2 separate regions of the Mus musculus genome follow, and region 1 is linked to region 2. A link is a contact called in public promoter capture Hi-C data. All regions are on one chromosome and are shown on one strand. Each heading gives the region's core, a stretch centred on a gene start, on an enhancer-like site or on the middle of the called end of the contact. The rest is flanking DNA. Distances are from core to core; before and after follow the strand shown.

Region 1 (4,101 bases), core at 485-2,984, 3.4 Mb before region 2:
GCGGTTAAAAAACCAAAGTGGAGAGACTGCACTTTGAAGTTCACCAGTCTGCAGTTCAAATGGAATAGACTGGTATGAGCTGTACCCACATTTACTCAACTGACGAAAGCATTTTAAAAGGACAGCACAATTGTGAGGGCCTCAAAAGCCTTCCTGGTACAGGAGAGAGAGAAGGGCAGAGCTCGGGCACCACTGGTCCCCACACTAGGCAGCACACAAGAACTTGTTTCCTCAACTTAGGTCCGTGCACAAAACATTAAAGCCCAGACTCAAGTCACACAGTAGGCAGGCACTAAATACATGTGTGTTTATGGAACTGATAAAATTGGTTACAGGATGCAAGTCTGGATACATGATGGAGAAGACAGGTAATTTACCTGTGACTTTCCCAACACAACTGAAGATCAACATTGGAGCTTGCTGCTTCTGAAATCAGTAAGCTCCTTTTGAAATAATTACCGAAGCTGGTAAGTTCATGGTAAAGACCAAAAGCTCTATAGTAAGGAATTCATTTCAATAAATCTATCTAGGAGATAGTACATTTCATGAGGCTCAGCTTTAACAGGGAAAAATCTTTTAAAGGCACCTATGACTAAGCAATAACAAAAAGGGAGGATTTTTGAGAACCAGGACATGCCTGCACATACAGGTAGGCCAGCATTTTCCCAGCTATTGTGTCCTTGTATCAAAAAAGATTGGGTTAAGAGCTTCAGTAGTTTACGGGGATTTTCCAAGTAGTATTTTATTCCGCCTTCTACCCCACCCACTTAAATTCTAAGACAGTCTGCCTACTGAGCAGGCAACCAGCCAGCCTAAACTTTAAACCAATCATTCTTGTACTTTTTTCTATATCTGATTAAGTAACTGACAAAGTAGATTTTTGGAGATGTAGTTTAACTCTTGGCTAAGGAAATCAAGTCTTAGCAATCACATGAAACATAACTGACACACTACAGGCGCATTACATGTGTCTTAGTATACATGTGCACTATTTCTAGTTATTTAACTTCTTCTAAAGAACAATATTCCTAAAAGAAGTCAACACTCGACAAACAGAGTAGCTAAAAATAGAAAACACAATTTATTCTTAAAATGAAATTTACCACAGCACTGGAGGAACAAGGGAAGGACCATATGTAAAAGTATTTGTAACACCCTAGGCTAAAAAACAACAAAGAAAATAAATTAACTGCGACCTAACAGGACAAGTGTGGTTTGCTCAGGTGTAAAACTAAAAAGGACTTGCTGGGGACGAGAGGATGTAGAGCAATTTTTTAAAATGGGTTTCCTCCAGACGCCAGGTCAGCAAATCAAAGTAGTCTAAACTGCCATAGGAAACATAAGCCGACGGGGTGTCCCAAGTCCGGAACCTCTAAACTCAGCAAAGGGCCCCTGGAGCCGACAGCTGCGGCAGGGGACTGGCTCCCTTGGGTCCCCTCGCCAGTTGCCAGTGCGGGGTGTGTGACCCCTGCGTGTCCACCGGGTCCGAGCCCGGCGGTCACCTGCCCGCGCGTCTCCTACGGGCGCACGCGCTGCGCGTCTCCCGCGATCCCGCCCGCTCGGCTCACCGCCACGAAGCCTGAGCATGAGGCGACGAAGACGCGGACCACCATCCTCTCGCTGCGTCAGGGATCGCCGCTGACTCGGTCACAGAAGTTTAACGCGACTGAGGTAGCTGCCGACTCCCGTGCGACCGTCGGAGAAGACCGCAGCGACGCGTCTGGCTCCCGCCGCTCCGCGGATGAAAGCCCAGCGCCTCCGCCGCGGGCTGAGCGAGAGGCGGGTGGGGCCAGGCGGCCGCGGGGGCTGACGGGAGTTGTAGTTTCCTTGGCGCCCAGAGTGACCAGGCACTGCGCTCCTTCTGTCCGGCGCCTGCTTCACGGGAATTAATCGTACACGCAGGTGGTTTAGGAAGGACCCGGAAGCGGGACAAGCTAATTGGCGGGAAGCCAGTTTACAAGAACACAGCAAACAAGACAAAGGGTTGGGTGGAGGATAGTCCAAGCTTGGGTTTTGTTTGCGGTGGAGACGGGTGGAGCATCCTCTATCAGAAACAGCCATGGAGCTGAGGCGACCCACTGTTTTAGAGACACGCAAAGGCTCGCCCCAGAGACCTTGGCAGTTCACGGGCTTGGACAGGCATGGCAGTGGGTTGAGCTTTTGGTGTTTTGTTTCTCCTGCAACCCTGAAAAACTGTTGAAGAGGAGTGTTGTTATTTTTCCTGGAGGCGGTTTTATTATGTAGCCCAGGCTGGCCTGGAACTCAACTTCACCCTCCCTAGCAGGTATTACAAGCATACATCACCACGCCTAGTTTGCAAAGGGAATCTCTTTGGTAAATGAAACAGGCTTTCACTTTATTCTAAAGACACTGAAAACTGGAAAGCCAAATGAGAACAAGACCGATATTTTATTTTTCTTTGCAAAACTGTAATTGTAGTAGAAAAGAATAAGTACTGATAGAAATGAAAATCCCCCTATCAACATTGGGAATCAGAACCCTCCCTCCCCACCCCCTACCCCGCACAATGCCTTTGCCTCTGTGCACCTACTGATATTTACAGTTGAGCCAAATCTGTGTCTTTTTCGAAATCGCTGTGCATTCCAACGCGGTATCCCAGGAGGATACCATTAAAGAGAAAGCTTTCATGAAGTGGCTAATAGGTTCCGAGTAGTGCTTTAGCAGGTTGTATTGGCTTGGCTAAGGCTCAAGCCACTCCTAGTTTTGTGGAAGTGAACCAGTTTCCCTCACACTACTGTATTTACTTTCTTCATTTCACCAAGGGACTTTAGCAGCGTTCAGGGAATGCTGCTAATTAATTCTAGAGAGAAGAAAATTGTGTGATGAAGTCTCCCACGTTTGCAAGTTTCTGGCACAAATGGTTGCTTGAAGGACTTTGGTTTTTAGACTTACTAATATTTCAAGTTGCCAACCTTTCCTGTGGCTTATGTCTTAAATAGTTTTATTTGTATGTATGCATGTATGTATGTATGTATATTTTTGTTTGTGTAGATCCATTTAGCACAGCATACTTGTGGAGGTCATGGGACAACTTTCTCCTTCTACCGTGTGGGTCAGGATTAGCAGCAAGTGTCTTTACCCACTGAGCCATCTCAGTGGCCCCTTCATTGCTTATCTTAATCCACTTTTGTCATAGGCCTCTTTAAACTTAGTAGAGTAAGAATATATAATCCTGGTGGGTCTTTATTTCTTTTTAATGTTAAAAACTTAAATATAAGTTCTGCTGTAGCTATAACACTCTGCAATTGTTCTTTAGCTTTTGCTATCACAAACATGGAAATGAAGGCATATAAAATGTGAAATAATTTTCACAGAAGTAGATACATTATTTCCTGTATAAATATGGGTCTTTACAAAAGGAACCATTCCCTCCCCCCCAAAGTATAGAATTAATGTAGCAATGGAGATAAACAGCTTAACAGTAGAACTCAGAAGCGCTCTGAGGAAAATGGATAAAAGAAATTGACTAAGTCATTTCCTCAGTCAGCAAATTGGAATTGCAACTGGGGAAGTCAGGCAGCACGGAGCTGTGACATAGAACACACGGCTCTGAGGAACTGTGTTAGTCATCTTCCTGTTGTTGTGACGAATCACCTGGTGACCAAGCCAGCTCAATCAGTCAACAGGGTCTCAAGCGAGGGAATGAGGATTTAAAAAGAAGAAAAACAGTTAGACAAAATTATAACCTGACTCCTGCCTGTACGGAGGCTGAAGCAGCGTTATTTCTCTCCAGCCTGCATATATATATATGCACACACACACACACACACACAGATCATTCTAGGTATATCCAAGACAAAAGTAATGGATCGAAGTAGTAAACAAGGAGATCACACAAGAAAGTAATTAAGCAGAGTAGTATGCAAAAAGATCACATAAGGAAATAATTCAGCAAAATAGTAAACAAAGCCCCATGCTCACTGTTACTCTTATCTAGGCCTACTTCCTTGTCTAAGCCCAGTGACAAATACCCAATTCCTAGAAGTCGCACCAAAAGCTCTCAACAACCTGGGATAACTTAAAGAGGGCAAAGGTCAGCCAGGTGTGGTAGCACAGGCCTGCATCCCACCACTTGGGAGA
Region 2 (4,575 bases), core at 1,453-3,952:
AGATATCTTAATCTTGAAGCATGTTTCCCTCCTAAGGTTAAAGCTAATTGAATAACATTTAAAAGACAGCTACTGTATTAAAGAGCAACAATCTAGCTCATTTGAAGGACAAAAACCAAAGTTCCATCCTGACCAGAAACATCATATACTGCTCAGCTACAATGAAATCAATCCAGGATTAGATTGCAGTGTTAATTCCTATAAACCCATCAAAATGAAAAGCACATAATACTTAATACATGCTGGAACCACTCCAGACGTGATGCCAAAGCATTGGGTCACTGCTCAAGGCCTTGAGAAAGAAGACAGAATTCTCAGTTCGTTCTAGACTCCATGCATGGCCTATCACAGTTTACCTAGGGTACCGACTCCTAATCTCCAGATCAGGCCTACAAAGGGCTCTCAATAGTTCACCAAGTAAACCGAAATCAAGACAACTTCTGGGCAAAGGAGGAGAGAGGCTTTGTTGTCAGAGACTTCCATGTGTACTCAGAGTCTGGACTTTGCCCCTCCAAAGCTACAAGCAAGTATTCATTCTCTGAGCCTCTGTTTTCTCCTCTATAAAAGGAAAGGCTGTCAACCTGGAATATTATTTTGTAAATCAAACCTTTAGGGGTTTTTTTTGTGTGTCACATCACTACTAAATCGCCAGCTCATAAACTGTTAACAAAGTATCTCTTTCTGGGAATCACCATTATACTGTGTGAGATTTATTCAAATTGCAATGTGTTTTTCAAATTGCAATGTTTAAATAAGATGTTCTAATATAATATATATAATAATATAAATGAAACTCCAGTACCCAGGGCCTCACACACACACACACACACACACACACACACACACACACACACGCGCGCGCACACACACACACAAGGCAAGGTCTTTACCCACTGAGTTACACTCCCAATCCTGTACCCTAAGTGGAGTTTTGAATACCAAGAGAAAGTTAAAAACTAGAGAATGGTTTTTTATGTGGAGTTCTTATGGATTTATTCAGACCTTGCATGGTGGAAATCTTTAAAACCATCTAAAGGCCTTTCAAAACCCAGATACAGTCCAGTTGTCTAAACAATAAGTGATCCACCACAGACGCCAGGCAAAGTCACAACAGGATGAGCGAGGAGCCTTCGGCTTCTCTCCGATTTCCTGGCCACTGTTATTTTAAAATTTGATCGTGTAAACAAGGGAAAATCCCTTTCGGACAAGTCCCATGGACTATAATTTGCATCTTTGTTTTTAATATGTTGTAGCTTCTATGAAAAATCATAGTTGTTCACTTTTTCTTGCTCATGTGTCTAGGTACTAAAGACCATATGTAAAATCTATACTCCACGGCTTTTTAACTGTATAATCGCAATACTCTTTTCTTAAGGGTTGTATTCTGTCCCTGCCTTTTACAAGTAACTTTTGAAAACAAATACAAAACTTGAAAGGAAGAGGGAAAAAAATGGGTAACAGATCACACACACGAAATAAAAACACTACAGGCCGACGAGCATCAGACTAAAATGACTTCTATTTATCACTGTGCCTGTTTACTCCTGTGCAACTGCAAACACAGAAAATGGGCAGACATTTAAAAGTCAATGAGCTGTTCTGAAGAACTACATTGTTTCTGGGCTTCCTCTGTCCCCCTTGTAGCATTTGTGGCCATTTCTAAAATTAATGCTAGAGAGCACTAAGGTAATTTTTTTTTCACTAAACATTTCCCAGTTGGAAAACCACAAGCCAAGATGTCTTGAAGTCGAGTTAATTTGTACAGAAATGCTGCTGTTCCGCAGCCAACCTTTGGACCATGACCACCACCAAGCTCAAGACTCAGATTTTATGGTGTTACAGCCGAGCCTCAAAGGCTGTTAAAAGTCTCAAGCTGACTAACTATATTCGAAAATCCTGCAACTGTAACACGAGAGCAAACTAAAGTTTTATTCAACACATATGAAATCGGAGCAGCGTTTGTGTAGCGCTCCAGCAGTATCTCCACATTGGGATTTAAACAGCTCTGCCCTACATACTTTATGCCGGATAAAATGTATCTTTGTGTAAAAGTTCCTGACATAGATTATCTAAGAATGGCCTTATCAAATTATTTCCTATTTTAAAATACAATCCACAGCTAGCACGTTTTAATTAGTTTAAGACGATTTGGAATTAAATAACAAAGTTATTTTCAGCAACACATCCGTAAAACTCACACTCAAAATACTAGAACGCTTAGGAACTAAAATTCCAGCTTTATAGTATGCTACCATGGTCTTCTTCGACACAGCTAAATTATTAATGGTATCAATTGATCTTTACTCTGACAACAAACTAGACTGTGTAGCTTTTTCACTGTGTTTCGAAAGGAGAAAATAAAACTATCTTGCAGTGTCGGGTGGGACTCGTCAGGTGACAGGAGCCCCGCTGGCCCGGGAAGGGGAAGCCAGAGCTCCAGTCCGCGCCGGGCAGAGCAGAGGCCAAGGCGGTGAGGACAGGCAGGCGGGCAGGCGCCCACACTCACCCGGCGAGGCAGGTGCGCGAGGGGTCGCGGCCGTGGAGAGGCTGCCGGGCTGCGGGCGCGAAGGGCAAGCGCGACACCGCGGCCGAGAGCGAGCACCGGAGACGACAGCACGACGGCGGCCGGGATACGCTTCCTGCTGGGACAGATCCCGGATCGGTCTCCACCCGCCGGCCAGAGAGCCCTGCAGAGTGCCCAGCCTGCGCACGTCACTGCTACGGAGCGCCCAAGGGGGCGGGAGGCGGGGCCGGAGGCGGGATTTTGTGGGACCGGGGCGGGGCGGCTAAAGAAAGGGCGGGTCTTCATTGGCCAGTGGGCGGGAACAGCCTAAGGGGCGGGGTCTTGGGGCAGAAGGGCTGAGAGGGGCGGGGTCCTAGGCAGCAGGACAGGGAGGACTCGCAAAGCGTAGGGTCTTGGGAATGAAGGAGCAGAGGGACGTGGCCTCAAGTCAAGGAACGCCGGGGCGGCTGTGAAGGGGAGGCCTCAAGAGCTAGGGTTGAGAGGGGCGGGACCTCATGAGGCGCCGGGGAAGGGGGTGGTTGAAGGAGTGCTGGGTAGGGGCGTGGCCTAATGGCGTGGGGCAAGAGAAGGGCGGGGCCTCAGGTTCCGACCGCATCCCTGCATCCCTGCAAGCCAAGGGCTGCAGGTAGCCCCTCATGACATTCCCTACCTCGCAGTGGTAGTTGTTTCCACTGCCACAGCGAGGGACCACAGCAAAGAGTCAGTTGAAGAAAAGTTGAGAGTGGGACAGGCGAATTGCGGAGGAACTCGCTTGTGGGGATTAAGGGTGGCACCGCAGCCCATCTAGGCTCGTGCTCCTCACCTGCCTGCGTCAACTTCCTGTTCAGCCCTTGGAGGATTGAACCACGGAAGAAAATTTTTTCTTCTCTGGCTAGCCTCCCATGCAGATATCATATTTACTTCTTACAGCCCCTGTATTTCCACCTCGCCCCCTTTGTTGTTGTTTATCTGGACTCTTGAGAGAGTCTCGGTCTGTAACCAGGCAGTCCTGGAACTCATCATGTAGCCCGCGCAAGCCTAAGAATAGTGACAATCCTTGTGGGCTGGTTTTATAGAACTGAGCCAACTGGCCCGCTTTATCTTTCCGGTTGTTTAATTTTACTGTCCTTATAAGGTCATATGTGGGTCATCTTTTTAAATTAAATATTACATTCCTATGCAAATTTGAGAGCAAACATCTCCTTTACTAGAAAAAAGAGGTTAATATGAAAACAAAATAAGGGGCTGGCAAGATAGTTCAGCCAGTGAGGGTTCTTGCAGCCCATCCTGAAGCCCAGCATGTTTCAAGGAGAGAAACAACTCCTCATATTGTACTCTGACCACTGGGCTCTGTCTAGAAGATTCCCAGAGAAGACAGGTTTCAGGAATTCAAACTGGACCTGGTGCCTCGTGCTTGTAATTCTAGCTACTCGGGAAGCTGCATGTTCAAGACCAGCATGGTCAGTTAGTAATATCCTGTTTCAGAGAGAGATGGGCTATAACTAAGTCCACGGTAGAATACTTGCCTAGCATGTGAGGCCCTGGGTTCAATCCATATCACCACAAAAAAATGGTAAGGGAAGGGTCAGGCATTCAGAGACGACCCAAATGACTTGATGAAAAAGCTACCTTCCACTGAACACATTTCAAATTCGTAAGACAGTAAGTAAAATTAGGGAAACTAAAAAAGAGGAAGGAAAACCAAGAAAGGAAGTAATTTACAGCAACCACAGAAATGTAGCTCCAAGATTGCCAAAAGAAAAATCTCAACTATATCAAAGATTGTAAAATAAACTAAAACCAGGGGCAGACTTATTTCTCAAATTCCAGTACTAAGGTGAGAGAGGGGGATAGAGGGCAAGCAGAACCCTTGGCTCACCATTGGCTCACCCTGGCCAGCCATTCTAGCAGAAAAGGAGAGCTCTGGACTCACTGAGACCCCACTACAAAAAATAAGAGGATGAAAGACTGAAGAAGATGCTTGTGTTGGTTAGGTTTTTTATCTGTTTTGCTTTGTTTTATGTGGGTTTGTTTTGTTTTGTTTGGCAAAACTTCATGCAAGTTAGAGTCGT

What was found. Promoter capture Hi-C pulls out the DNA fragments that hold promoters and counts their contacts.
Region 1: a promoter capture Hi-C map of pre-B cells shows a contact between it and region 2. The contact joins the promoter of Sh3bgrl2 here to the promoter of Myo6 in region 2. A contact is called at or near these places in 2 of 39 promoter capture datasets (cranial neural crest and pre-B cells).

Annotation. Positions count from the first base shown.
Region 1 is chr9:83,545,971-83,550,071 of GRCm38.p6, reverse strand. Sh3bgrl2 (SH3 domain binding glutamic acid-rich protein like 2) reads right to left here and starts at 1,734. Exons shown (of 4, transcript NM_172507.5): 1 at 1,569-1,734. The coding sequence starts at 1,613.
Region 2 is chr9:80,163,161-80,167,735 of GRCm38.p6, reverse strand. Myo6 (myosin VI) reads right to left here and starts at 2,702. Exons shown (of 33, transcript NM_001039546.2): 1 at 2,507-2,702.